Regions from separate parts of the Triticum aestivum genome. Here region 2 is linked to region 1. Evidence: chromatin contacts called from public Hi-C data. All regions are on one chromosome and are shown on one strand. Each heading gives the region's core, a stretch centred on a gene start, on an enhancer-like site or on the middle of the called end of the contact. The rest is flanking DNA. Distances are from core to core; before and after follow the strand shown.

Evidence for each region. Hi-C and Micro-C count contacts between places; a contact is called where the count stands out from the background.
Region 2: a Hi-C map of leaf shows a contact between it and region 1, with 2.9 times the contacts expected there. The contact joins the promoter of LOC123068901 here to the enhancer-like site in region 1. A contact is called at or near these places in 1 of 5 Hi-C or Micro-C datasets (leaf) and 1 of 1 datasets of contacts at active chromatin or transcription factors (leaf).

What each region holds. Positions count from the first base shown.
Region 1 is chr3B:113,444,774-113,447,473 of IWGSC CS RefSeq v2.1, forward strand. No RefSeq gene overlaps it. Among protein-coding and RNA genes, the nearest start is that of LOC123068901, 94 kb to the right of the region's middle. Within about 2 kb of position 1,403, at least 7 of the 8 cell types and tissues checked have an H3K27ac peak or open chromatin away from gene starts, as enhancers often do. A contact at or near this core is called in leaf, where this site is marked.
Region 2 is chr3B:113,538,710-113,541,486 of IWGSC CS RefSeq v2.1, forward strand. LOC123068901 (zinc finger CCCH domain-containing protein 2) reads left to right here and starts at 1,337. Exons shown (of 1, transcript XM_044491592.1): 1 at 1,337-2,777. The coding sequence starts at 1,452. The coding sequence ends at 2,615.

The sequences.
Region 1 (2,700 bases), core at 153-2,652:
ACAGACTAACAGTACTGTCGTTACTTGGCTCAGGAGAAAGCAAAAAAAAAAGGAGAATTCGCATAACCAGAGGCAAAGGAAAGGTGGCGCGGCATGCACCGATCGCTTGCTCGTACACATCCGTGAAGCAAAGGAGAACCGGGCATGTGTGCAATGAGGACGGAATTTTTTCAGAAACGTAGCTCCGCGCAAGCAACCGCGCGCCTGTATGCATGCATGTGTGCGTCACCAGCAGTACCGCTTCTGTACTGTCACCGGCCAGCCTTGTGTATCAAGCCGTGCTGCAGATCGGCCACGGTCACACCTGTGGGTGCATGCAGGGATAAAGATTGGAAAAGAGAGACAAGATGCAAAGGGGAGGGAGGGAAGTGGAGCTCAGAACGAACGGGTCGGCATGAAAAGGGCTGGCTAGAGCGTAGCCAGGGAATGAGGGGACTGGCTCTAGGTAGGGAGCAAAGCCAGCCAGCCAGCCAGCCAAGCAAAGGTGCCTTGCTTGCTGTTGCTGGATACTACGTCACTGCTAATTAAGCCAAAGCTAGGTGCTTGGCGAAGCCTCTATCGGCTAGGCCGCTAGGCAAGTTGTTCGCGTGTTCTAGGCAGATCGCATGCCATTGCCATCCCCCCTGACCATCCATGATCCATCAAAAGTGCATAATGTTCAAGCTCATCTCCAGCCTTCGCGTAGCATGCATGGTGGCGATCGTGTACCACGTACGAATGGCAAATTAGCTATGCCTTTTAAATCTTGTCTTGTAAAAAGTGTGTCTTTGTTTCATGCTTATGAGTTTGAAATTTTGCACGCACCTGTTTCGCGTTCATTATGTAGAAGGAAATTAACGCAAATATACTACAAGCCGACGGTGTCGGTCGTGTTTTGACGCAGCTTTTCTTAACTCTAAAATACAGAGAGGTGATAAAGCATGGGAGTTAGCTTAGACGTACGGGGAGCAGGATGAAGTGCACCGACGGAGTACTAGTCAGGATGCATGTGAAACGCTGTGGACTCGATCCGCGAGCTTAGTTAGTGGCGCACCGAATTTTAGAGATGAACATGGCCCCGGTCTTAATGTTGGCGCTGCTGCGCCCCAGCTATCCACAGTCATCTCGGGTTGTCCGATTTATGGCAGCACGGTGCGTCTGTGTTACCGACTCTGACGGAACCGCACAGTGTCGGTTCTGTCAATTCCAAAGGCGTGAACCTCGTGCATCGCTACAGAAAGAGATGAGCACTATCCCTTGAAACACGCGGCGGGCTGCCACAGAGCAGCGCACCGAGAGCGACCGGGGACGGGGAGACATTTCAGTTCGAGATGGCCTGGAACGAGCGGTGGCTGCTGGCATGCACCATGCAATGAACCGAGTAAAACGAGGCCAGATGATCCTAAACAGTAGAGGCCAAAGCAAATAAGACGACAGGGAGATTAGGCTGGCGAAGAGACGTGCACCACTAGGTGCAACAGTGGCACGGTCTGTACGCGGGCAGTGGCGCCGGGAGGAGAGAACACGTCAGCCGCCGTGTCGGGCCTCGGGGGAGTGGTTCCAGAGCGGGGCCCGGCCGTACCCCCGCGCGCCACTTCTCGTGATGAGCCGCGCCGCGTGGAGCGACGTCGTACGCCTCGCGCTGCCCTCCCCCCCTACCTCGCGTCGATCGATCCCTTTCTTCCTCGCCTCTCTCCTCTATCCCCTTCCCGCCTGCTGCTCAGATTAGATCTCCATCATGGCGCAGGCGCAGGCGGTCTGCGGCAGATCTGTTCCGCCCGGTTACGGGCACTGTAAATGAGGATAAGAAGGTGGCATGCACGGCCATCCTGCTGGTGGTCCGGCTGCGCATGCATGCGTGCACGTTCGTTTTCGACCATTGGATCCTTGATTGGTCTTTCAGGTCCGGTCAGGAGCTTCGCCGTTCTCCAGCCGCCTCCGTGTTTTGCTCGCCGTTCTCCAGCCTCCGTGTTTTGCTCACTGGCGTCGTCTTCGTTACACCACGCCTGGCTGCTCCGGAGCCTTCGCGCCGTGCGGCTGCCTCTCTTTGTCCCGTTCCGTCTCGTTTCTCCATGCACTAGACTAGGGTTTGTATGTGGCGTTCGATCCGGGCCTTGTCGTTACACGACGTCTTGCTTTGCTCACGACCATCAATGCGGTCTGTTGCGTCCGTTTTGGCGGGAGGAGCGCGTCGTGTCCGGCCAGCCGCAGCCGTGATCGGCTGGCAGTACGGCGCACGGCTCCGCGGCCGGTCGGCGGGCGGTTTTGGTTCCGTTCCCCCACGCGTGTCCAAACAAACATCACAGCTATCAGCTACTCCACCCGTAAAGCGTAAAGTGTGGTGTACTCCTGCTCCTGCAATTCCGTAACTCAATTGGCATGCCTATTTATTACGGTAGAAGATCAATTAGCTTAGCATGTCATTATCAATACGAGGATTCCAAACCTGGGAGAAAAATCGGGAGATGGTTAAGCCGACGACTTGCCTAAGGCTGGTCATAGCGGGGAGTAACTTAGACTAGTAACATACATATGTTACTAGTCTATGTTACTACCTTCATAGTGGGTAGTGTCATAGGTGTGGTAACATAGTTGCCTTCATTTATTACTTTGTAGACTCATTATGCATTGGAAACCGCTATGTGATGGTAACATATTATGTTACTCTATTTGCCTCTCTCCTCATTAACTACTTGCCACATCATCATTTTTGCTTACGTG
Region 2 (2,777 bases), core at 87-2,586, 94 kb after region 1:
TATGGAGCCTTAGCACGACGACTTCCCGACTATCTACTACAACAACGTTTGCCCGGCTCCGGCGAGGAAGGGGCGATGACAGCGGCGCACCTTCGGCTCGCTTCAGTACTTGTAGTCGTCGCTAGGTGGTCTATGGATCTGGATGTAATTTTTTATTATTTTCAGTGTTCGTTGTACTACCATGATTGAAGATTAATAGATTGAAAGTTCTTCCCGTAAAAAAAGATTAATCAGAGATTATTGTCTTATATGGGCCTAGGCCCAACTATAATCCAATGGTAGGCCAGATCATCAAACAGGCAACCAAATCTGCGGAATGTTTAACACAGTTGAAATATACAGACCATAGGACACGAACACAAGAAGACAAAACTAAGGTTAAGTTTCTAACGTACAATTCAATTATTAAGGATTACATAGACGTCGACAACATAGAAACTTTCCCCCTACTTCTGATCCTCGCAGCTCACACAAATATCTAGTTCTGTTCCCTTGCGATATTTCTGATATATCTAGTTCTATTTTTAATTAATACATTTACGACTCATGAAAAACCCTGGGAAATCACACCCAGTAGAACACTCTATGGATTATGCCCGTTTTCGACAAGTACAGTTACTAGGGAATTTACGGACGTTGACAGCCAAACAAATTCCTCCCCACACTTGTAATCCTAGCAGCTCACAGAAATACACATATAAGTATAGTTCCTCTTACGCTAAGTGGAAAGGCAGGATAATTCTAAACTCGGATGCAGCCAAACAGGTGACAAGCACATGCGAGGGCGGTACACATACGCGCCTGGGGAAAGAAAAAAAAAACACCACCCATCTGCATGCACGCATCTGTCCAAGCCGCGCCACCACACCAGTCCCTACCCCAGGTTTCCAGAAACTACACGAACGAATATCTTCCCTCCCTACTTAAAAAAAAAAAAAATCTTCCCTCCCTTCCACCCGACGGACGAGACGACGGACCGGACCCCAAACCCCCAAATCCCCAATCTATACACGTAGGGCAAAAGTAAAGATCGTAGGGATCGATCCCCTGCCCTCCCCACGCCACGACGTGTCCCCGACCCAACGCCCCCTCGAGACACCTCGCCTCCCGCATGCCTGACACCCTGCCTCCCCGCCCGCCGCGTGTAACGCTCCGTACCGCGCCTTTATCCCCGCCTCCCGTCATCCCCTCTCGCTGACGGTGGGTCATGGGGTTATGGTGGGACGCCGTGTCAGTGAGGTGCTCGGAGTGGCTGCCCGCAAACGGCGTCAGTTAGTTTGTACGACCGCGTTGTTACTCCGGCCGTGGCCTGGGTGTTTATAAGCGCGCGCCGCTTGGTGTTCTTCTCCACAATCCGTCCCACACCCACCCACAGGCCTCAGCCTCAGTCCTCCACTAGCAGATCTCTTCTTCCCATAGAGCAGAGCAAGCAGAGCGGCGAGCAGACAGCCATGATGATGATGAGCGAGGGAGTGAGCGTGCCGCCGTGGGGCAACCACCTCCCGGTGAGCGGCGTCGACGCCGGCGGCGGCGGAGGCGGCGACGAGACGCCGTTCCTGTTCGCGGCGCTGCGCCAGTACCTGCCGTGCAACGACGTGCTCGGCGGCGCGGGCGCGGGCGCCGAGGACGAGGACGAGGCGGCGGCCGTGGCGGCCGCGGTGGACGCCTACGCCTGCGACGAGTTCCGCATGTACGACTTCAAGGTGCGCCGGTGCGCGCGCGGCCGCAGCCACGACTGGACCGAGTGCCCCTTCGCGCACCCGGGGGAGAAGGCGCGCCGCCGCGACCCGCGCAAGTACCACTACTCCGGCACCGCCTGCCCGGACTTCCGCAAGGGCGGCTGCAAGCGCGGGGACGCCTGCGAGTACGCGCACGGCGTCTTCGAGTGCTGGCTCCACCCGGCGCGCTACCGCACGCAGCCCTGCAAGGACGGCACCGCCTGCCGCCGCCGCGTCTGCTTCTTCGCCCACACCCCGGACCAGCTCCGCGCCATGCCGTCCCAGCACTCCAGCCCCAGGAGCACGCCCCTGTCGCCGCTCGCAGAGTCCTACGACGGCTCGCCGCTCCGTCGCCAGGCGTTCGAGAGCTACCTCAGCAAGAGCATCATGTCCTCCTCGCCCACCAGCACCCTGCTCTCCTCGCCGCCCAAGTCGCCCCCGTCCGAGTCGCCGCCATTGTCCCCCGACGGGGCCGCCTCCTTCCGCCGCGGCTCTTGCGGCTCTTGGCCCGGCGTTGGGTCGCCTGTCAATGACGTCCTCGCCTCGCTCCGCCAGCTGCGCCTCGCCAAGGCGCAGGCGTCGCCGTCCGGTGGGTGGTCCGGCTACCCCACCTCACCTGCCGCCTACGGCTCGCCCAAGGCCGCCGGCCTCTACAGTCTCCCCACCACCCCCATGGGCGCACAGACTGGCGCCTCCAGCTTCATGCCCAACCTGGAGCCACTGAACCTCCGCTTCCTCGACGACGAGGAGCCTGTCCAGAGGGTGGAGTCCGGGAGGGCCCTCCGCGAGAAGGTGTTCGAGCGGCTGAGCCGAGACGGCGCCGCACCGCGCAGCTGCGAGGTCGGTGCCGGAGCAGGAGGCCCCGACGTCGGCTGGGTCTCCGACCTCATCAACTGAGCCGTTCTCGGAAGTTTATTTCGTTGAGGTAGCAAGAAGATGGCACGGCGGAGGCGGCGGTAAGAAGAAGAAAAATGGCCCCCCCAAAAAATATCCTCAGTTTCTTTTGCTATTTCCAGTTGCTGCAAATTCCTGTACATAGCTGCTATCTATCTCCCGTGT